2 separate regions of the Gossypium hirsutum genome follow, and region 1 is linked to region 2. The links are chromatin contacts, called in public Hi-C maps. All regions are on one chromosome and are shown on one strand. The core of a region is the stretch at or near the end of the contact, and the rest is flanking DNA. Distances in the headings are between cores, read along the strand shown. Region 1 holds the start of LOC107938881 (basic leucine zipper 4). Region 2 holds the start of LOC107933518 (U-box domain-containing protein 30).

Region 1 (4,377 bases), core at 1,792-4,291, 510 kb before region 2:
CCCATAAGCAGCTAATGATTATTTTTTTTTTAAAATAGTGATTCCACCTGATAAATTGACGGTGTCAGACTAAAGTATAATTATATAAAATGTTTAAGGACTTAAAGAAATAATTATCCTTTTTAGATTGGTTTTATCTAAATTTAAATGCACTAGGGAATGAATTTTATATAATTTTTTAAGTTTGTTATTTTTTTTAAAATAAAAAAATTGAAAAGAGTTTATTTTTGTTATTTTTATATATTTTAAAGGCTATTTAAATTTAATTTTAAAAGGAACAGACTTAACATGCAAATAAACCAAAAGTTGAAAAAACGTACCCTTTTTCAGCCAATCTAAAAAGGGTAATTGCTTCATCAAGTCCCTAAATATCTTATATAATCACACTTCATTTCTATGCTGCCAATTTTTCCGGCAACATCACTATTTTTTTTTGTTGAAAAAATGCAATCATTGGCTGATGTGGGGGTCGGTGCTGTTGATGTGTCTGATGGTATCGACAAATACTGTAGAAATCATGTCATTTACATACATGATTTTTAAGTTAGCCCATTTTCGTAATTAATCAAAAAAATTTAGAGTACTTTTATTAAAAAAAGAACCATATTATCACCTTAGAAATTTCATGAGCTTTCTTTATAAACTTATGTGATTTGGGGGAGAAATTAGATTGATGGTTGAATTAGTCAAATAATTAGTTTAATCTATTCAATCAAATCATTTGATTCGTCTAATTTGATTAAATAAATTATTAAAAATTAAAAAAAATATTTAAAAAATTAAAAACCTGGTGCAATTCAAAAAACCTTGATACAAAGTTGTTTTCCATTGCTTTTGCAAAATCAAAAGTGTTTTTCCATAATAGAAGTAACAGAGAATATTTAACTTCTCAATAAAAAAAATATTGTCAAAAAAGTAACTTTCAATTCAAATGTAAAAGTTGATATTTAGGTAATTTAGTTTTTTTTTAAATTTTATTTTAAAGTGAAATTATTAAAATATCATTATTTATATTGATTATTTAAAAAGAAAATAATAATTAAATTAATTTATATTTTATGTATCTTTATATTAATTTAAATATTATTTATTGTTTAATTTATATTTTAAAAATATTTTATGTATCATTAATTTTACAACCAAATTATATTAATTACTTAAAAAATTATATTTCATTTGTTATTGATATAGATTTAGTTTCAAATATTTTATCTTTTAACTATAATTTTTTACAACTAAAAATGAAGCAATCAGAAGAAGTAAATAAGTAGGGTGCACCCAGTTGTATTTTGGATTTGTGGCAAACGCAATCAAGAATTGTGGATGAACACAGGAGGTGCAAGATCTTTTGTGGCTCAAGTGGGAAGATATTTATATTCTCTTCTTTTATTGAAGGAAGGATGATAAAGTGATTGGATTGGGGTTTAGTGGGAAGATCTCCGCGCTCATCATAAAACTAAACTTAATTAAAAATAGGTGATCTAAATTCTAGTGGTAGTCCATACATCCTTCATTTCTCTATCACATCTTCTTTACATTTTATTATAATCTAAATTTATTTCTGAAATATAGGTGAATTTTTTGGGGCCGCAGGGGGATTCATCATTAGCCGTTAAAACCTTTCCTTCACTGTTAATTTTAGCATATTCTATTTCACTTTATGCCAAAGGGAAGGACAACCTTACCCTTCAATAACTTTTTTTTGTTTTTGTTAGGAGCATAATCAAATTCAGCCGAGCCTAAATATTATTAAGTTCTAATTTGATTTGAAATTTAAAGTTTAATATTTAACTCGAATTTGATCGAAGATATATTTTTAAGTTTGAGATCGATTAAATTTATTTATTAATTTTTGTATTTAAACTTGAACTCAACTCAATAATTACATAATTTAACAAAAATAAAAAAATGAAAAGCTCAATATAACTTGTGAACTGTTCAAATAAAGTATTATTAAATTCGAATTTAATTTGATAATTATCGAATCGAATTTGAATAGTTTACCAACACCAATATATTTTATCATATATAATATTAGAGCAAGAGTATCTTAGAAGCCCAATGGAGTGATGAAATGAAACCCAAAATTAAATGATAACTTTGAGACACTGGGATGAGATATACAAAATAATAAAAAAGTAAGTTTCAATGATTTGCTATATTGCATAGTGGGAGGGATTTTTCAAAGCTAACAATAAAAAAGAAGAAAACAAAAATAACGTTGACAAAAACCAAACACTGACTCAACTTATTTCTACACTATAATACTCTGTGGTTTCGTATCTCTTTAGCAAAAAAGGAAGACAGAAAAAAAACCCATCCATTTTCTTTCTCTAACACCATTTTAATTTACAGAAAGAGATAGCTAGTTTCTCGCTTTTGGAGAGAAATTTAATGTAGTTTTATTGTGAAGTTTAATATATGTATGCGTTTAGATGATTAATGGTGGTGGAATTTTTTCGGACATGACAGTCACATTATTGCATGGCCATGCAGATGAAAACTGCTGCAGCTGCTTGAATAGCAAATTTTGATGCATGTCCGACAATTTTTGTCGGAGCAGAGTGGACTCGGATCGGAGGCGGTCGTTGTCAGTCCTTACACGATGACAGTGGTACAAAAGGAACCTCAAACGGTAAGTCAGTTGTCGGTTCTCGATTCTAAGCCGGTTCGCCTGGTTCCTTAGGTTTTCTAAATGCTTCTGTTTACGCATCCGTGACCTCCTGGCCGATTCCCGGTTCGATATCATGCGTCTTCTCTTTCTTTCATCGATGATGAAAAGCGTTTGGTTTGATTCGTCCAAACCGGAATTGGAGTGAGTTTGGGTTTGGGTTTGGTTCAGTTCAGTCGAAGCGGAACCGGACCGAGCGGGTCCTACTGATTGGGTAGTGGAAAAAAGTTGGGAGCAATCCCAAGCGCTTTGGAGAGAGGGAAATGGATCACTTTCCATCATGGGATTGGAGGAAATAATGGCCGGAACAGTGGACAACATGGCTTCCTTTAAGAATAACAAACATACATGGGGAAAGAAAAGGAGGAGAAAAGGGAAGAAATGCAGCGTAGGAGGCCTGTATTTATGGGCAGCTTAAGGGTAGTTTGGTAATATTATCAATAAAGTAGAGTTAATTAAAAAGCCATTTATTTAGGTGATGGGTGGGAGTAGATAGATGGTTCAAGTCTCCATCAGATCAAAAGCATTCGATCATGTCCATCTATGAGGCCTACTTTTAAATTTTTATTATAATTTAATCAAACTTTTCTGGGGCGGCATCATTACCCCATAATTAATTTAATTCAACTAATGAACAGGAATGTGAAAGAAATTTAAGTTCCTGCTTCTTAGGAAGTTCCTGAATGTAAGGAACATCACATAAATTCCTACTTCCTCATAGTCATGGATCATTTTCCAAAATTTTCAACAAAGTTTAGTACAATGTTATGCCATAAGGTGTGTGTTTCAACCAAGGATTTAGAGTGTTGTTTCGGTAAAAATAATATAGTAATTAATTTTTTTTTTGAGGAATTTGATATCCGATTTATTTTACATAATTTTAGTTTTTTTAAAAAAATTATTTTGTTAAAAATATTTATAATTTTTACAAATCTAATGATATTCCTATTGAATATTTTCTATATTATTAATTTTCTTTTATAATTATATTTTTAGTTTGTAAAATTTCATTATTTCAAGTTTTCATGGAAGAACTATTTATCCAAACTAATCAATTACAATTATTACCATTTTGAATTTATGAATTCTAAAATACTAACATTTTAAAAATCTCTAAAAATTTAAAATTCTTCGCCCAACCTCACTCTTAAAAGTTTAAACATAAACATATGTATTTAGTATATAAATCAGATTATATACAACAATTAAGGGTAAATTATAAAAATAGTCACCTAACTATGTCTTTAGTTCTATTTTAGTCACCTAGCTATTGTTTTTTTATTTAATCACTAAACTTTTAGAAATTAAATAATTTAATCATTCCCCCATTAGTTGCCGTTAGATGAGTGACGGAAAGCCCTTTTTTTATTAGTCTAATAACAAATTCAACCCCCTAATGTTTAGGCATTCTATTAATTTGATCTTAAATATTAAAAAAATTCAAAAAATTTAACCCTTAATGTTTACAAAATTATGTTCAAATTCTAAAAAATCCAATAACTTTAACCTTCAATGTAACGCCTCAAAATTTTAAATTTTTGTTTGTTAAATTTAGTCATAAGATATGTATTTACTTCAGTGGTTTGGAGCATTGGTTGTGTGTTTGAGATTAGGGATTTAAGTCCCACTATTGGAAATTTTTGTTATCTTTTTTACTCAACCTTTGTCTTTGAACTCTCAACTTAAGTTTAATTCTGTGTAAATTT
Region 2 (4,585 bases), core at 767-3,266:
GAAGATTTCAAGAACCAATCATGGCAGGCCCTTTAACTTGTCATAGGATTGTCCTTGTGAGCTTGCACTTTGAAATAAAGATGGTGTCTGTATAATTTAGGCTACATAACTTCAAGAGCTCCGAAGATTTTTGCTTCAACAGAGGATTGCAACCGCTCTGAATCACGAGAAGCAGCTTTGCTGCCAAACCGGCTTCTACAGCAACTGAGGAGCATTCCTCAGGGGCAAGTTTACATACGGACCACAGTATTGACAATGCATATTGAGTACAGCTTTCTGAAATTCTCATCAAGAGCCTCACCATATTCGGAATTGTGTTTCCACAATCCTTCAATGCTGCTTTGCCTTCTGGTAGTGATGATAACATGTCCAATATGAAAAGGGCTGATTCCAGGCAATCAGGTTCCAAAGCAGGTAACAATTCAACCAATTGAGAAACGGCGCCAATACTCACAATCAAACCCATGACTTGTTTATGTAAGCATATAGATCTGAGCAAGCTAAGACCAGGCATGATTCCATTCGTGTGCCTCTTATCCTTCACTAAGCGCATTAGACCAACCAATAGCCGATGGCTGGAGATGCTCTCAGCCCGAAATTCCTTCTCATCCATTAACTTCTCTATCAATCGCGTACAATTGATCTTTGTCTCCACTGACCCTTCATTCAGCATGTCTACCATCAACGAAATCTTTGTTGGCTGCATCAAATTGGTTTTGGACTCTGAATCAAGCTCCAAATTGACAAGAATGGCGATCGCCTCTGAACCAACAGCATGGGAAGTAAATGGACCTAACAAGGATGAAATTAGAGAAACTCCACCTTCATCGACCACTGTCTTCATTGCTGTTGCATGTGCAGCCACAACTTGCTTAAGCTCCTTCAAGGCTTGAATCCTGGCCTGACCTTTAGCCTTCTTCAAGGTCTGAAGAAGCTCACTTACCCTTCCTTGTACATCCTCGGATCTCTTCTTCATAAGCAAATATTTCTGCGAAAACCAAGTGTAAATCAAATGGTAAAGGGTTCTATTTGGGGTAACAGAATCATCCCAGAGTTCTTGCATTGTAGTGGGGCAAGTATAGTGCCCCAAATTGAACCATTTGAGAATGTTGGACCTCTCATATGTTTGGCCAGTGCAAAGAGTTACAGGGTCTTGCATTGGCTCAAGAGAGATGGGACAAATAAACACAGAAGGAATCTCAGGTAAATCAAGCTCTTCAATCATTTTCTTCAGATCCAATTTCTCACCAACGGCAGCACCAATGACTCCACCACCAACGCCACCCAAAACCCCATCTTTAACAGCAGTATCCAGATCCAGAACTTGCCCATCACCACTACCATCAAATGCAGCAACAACCACCCCATCCCTCTTTGAGGGTTGAAACATAGGCATCTTTGAAACCCGCCCTTCTTTTTCCAAAAAAAAAAAAGATAAAGCAACACAGATTCTCAAGGTACCAAAAAAGAAGGATTATCTTTAAAACCCCTCTACACTACCCACAACAAGCTCTAAATTCACTGCACTGACAAGCACCCTTCAACCCACATTATGAAAAAAGAATGGAACTTGTATATTTCCAATCAATTCCTCTCTCATTGACAAATCATAAAGCAAGAAAAATACCTTCTTTTTCTCTCTACAAACTCACACATCTATTTTGCTTTATCCTGATCTCTTTTTCTAGGGTCAAAAGTCCATCATAATAACAATAATATCAGTAATAAACACACAATAATCAAGCTCCCATCTTTCACTTCTTGTACAAGCTTCCCATCATCAAGCACCCCAAAACAGCAAAAATAAGTAGGCAAAGAAAAGAAAGATACTAGTAAAAGAAAGCAGTCAAAGATAAACAGTTAAAAGAGTAGTACAAAAGCTAATCAATTAGACCTTTTTCCTCTAAACCCAACCATTAATGGTACAGAAAAAATAGGGGGAAAAAACCCAAACAAGAAAAAAATGAAAACGTTACAAGAATTTAGTGAAGAGAATCAAGTTATTGTGAAAACAGGCCTTACCACAAAATGGAGAGAAAGAGAAGAACAGAGAAAAGCCATGTCCTGCAAAGGCTTCCCTACTGCTCTTCTTTTGGGGCAGTTGTTTGCTGGATAAAAATAAAATAATTTTAAAATTATTAAAAAAAACCTTCACGAAAAATAATAAAAATTAATTATTAATGAGATCATCTTAATATATAAATGCGTTGCTTTTTTTTTTCTTTGAACGAGGAAATGACATTTTTTTTCCCTAATATTTTACCAGAGTAAAAAAAAAAGAAGAAGAAGAAGAAGAAGGGAAAGTTGAAAATTACCAAGTTACCGGTAATTAAGCCACCCGATCCGCACACCACACGTGCAGTCATATCAATTCTTTGCCGTAATCTCCCCGCTATTACTTTTAATTTAACAGTGATGTTACTAAAAAGTTAGTTTTCATTAATAAATTGAACTAATGAATTTTGGTTTTGAAAAAATGGAATCAAGATTTTGATTTTGATTTTAATGTTTGTTGTTTTAGCTAAAAGGAATCTCTTTTAATCTTAAGAAACTTCATCCACATATGTTATGTGGACAAAATCTAATTTCAAAATTAATAATAATAATAATAATAATCATCTATTTTCAGTTCTTTAATGTCATTCTTATATTGTTTATAACTACTCATTTATAGAAATTTTATTGAAATACAATATATAAAATCTGTTGATATTTACACCTAAAAGAATTGTGAGGGCCACTGGGGAACTTCCCACCTCCCTATTTTTTTTTTAAAAAGAAAAATAATTTCATGTGTTTATTTATTTTAGGTAAAGTGCCAGCAAAGCATTTTGACCGTGACAGTTTTGCTTTGACTGCACGCCTGTGCTGCTCCACTTTTCCGGTCTTTGCGTTGACTGCCTTTGCCCCACTTCCAGATCTAACCAATCACCACCTGCCACGTAGATCATGAAAGCCCTGCCCTCCACACTCCCTCCTTTGTTTTCTGTAATCTTTATTAATAATGACTTGAAATTAGTATTTGTTTATTTTTCTGTGCCATGGTACAGTGAGTGTTCAGCACAATATCATAAGTATTTCACGCTCCCTCGTTTTTCCAGATTTTTTTTAAGAACATAATTTGATTTTCATATGCAAATATTAATAATTATTCACCAAATACAATATGGTCTATAATTAGGATTTGAAATTTGGGTGGTAAGGGCTAGCGGCTTCTCAAAAATATTATTTAATTAAATGAATATAATGGATTTAGGTTTGCATTAAAGTGTAATAAAATATTAAATATTTGAGTAGTTTGCAAACTCGATGGGTGAGGTTGGAATTAATTAGATTAATTGGCTATTAATTTTGGACAGCTTTTTTTTTGGATTTATATGTTTTTAAGTAATATATTAACCACAATTATTTATATAATAAAATTTAATTTACGAAATTTAAAACCTAATATTTTAAAATTTTTAATTCAATTTTATTTATATAATAATTTTTAAAAAGTAATCTAAAATTCAAATATCAGTATTTTTTTAAAAAAAAATTATCCTCGAATTCCAAGCTTCTTTATGCTAAAATAATTGAGTGGGGTGAGCTAAATTTGAGATTTATAAAAGAGGGAAGAAATCAAGAAAGTTTTTTAATATACCTAAAAACAGTAGGGAATCACATGAGCATATGCTCCCAGTATAGGGTGTCACGTGACCCACAAAAATGCACTTTTTTAAAGCAGTCAGCTGCTTTATGAATATACTTTGATAAATTTTAATTTAATTTATAATTTTAAAAATTATTAACTTTTTTATTTACATATTATAAGAATAAAAAACTATATTAAACCAATTTGAAAAAAATAAATATGTTTGTTTTGTAAAATGCTACAATTGAATAGAAATTAAAATGTTTTTTCTTTTACCAGTACAATCACATTTATAATAAATTAATCTGAACTAATTAATACATACAATAACTTCAAATCAAAATCAATTAATTAAACTAACAATTGAAATATATTTAAACATAATCCATACATGAGAACAAATTTAGATACTCAACAAAACTTATATAAAGTGGGAGTTACATCTCAAAAATTTCTAAACCTCAATCTTGCTATTAAATCCTTATTAATTATAAAAAATAAAATTTCAAATATATAATTACATTAGGTAGAGGGTTTAACTAAATTATCATGTTATATATTTATAGTGAAAATAAAAGAACATAGAAATAGCACAATCAAATTTAACTTCATCGTGTAAAGCGAAAGGTGTGAAAACATGTATTAAGACATAATGAAAACATGTACTTATTTCTCATATTTCTTAAGAAAAAAGAAATAAGAGTTAACATAAGCCCATAAAATAATGAGCAATGCCCATTTACATCCCTCGTCTCAAACTCTTTTGAAAAATAAAACAAACAAATACTTTGGGCTCTAAGCTTCAATTCTTATTACTGACTTCCCAAATCTTTTTATATGTTTTATTTTCGCCCATTAGAGTTTTTTTCTATTGCATCATTATATTTTGCAATCATTTATTTTATATTTAAAAAGAAAAAAAAGTCAATTTTGATAAAATAAAACTTGGAT

Evidence for each region. A called contact is a pair of places that touch in the nucleus more often than the background predicts.
Region 1: a Hi-C map of leaf shows a contact between it and region 2, with 2.0 times the contacts expected there. The contact joins the promoter of LOC107938881 here to the promoter of LOC107933518 in region 2. A contact is called at or near these places in 2 of 34 Hi-C or Micro-C datasets (both in leaf).

The regions. Positions count from the first base shown.
Region 1 is chrA12:44,260,671-44,265,047 of Gossypium_hirsutum_v2.1, reverse strand. LOC107938881 (basic leucine zipper 4) reads right to left here and starts at 3,041. Exons shown (of 1, transcript XM_016872132.2): 1 at 2,140-3,041. The coding sequence starts at 2,992. The coding sequence ends at 2,432.
Region 2 is chrA12:43,749,579-43,754,163 of Gossypium_hirsutum_v2.1, reverse strand. It overlaps LOC107933518 (U-box domain-containing protein 30), which reads right to left and starts at 2,016. Exons shown (of 1, transcript XM_016865754.2): 1 at 1-2,016. The coding sequence starts at 1,396. The coding sequence ends at 41.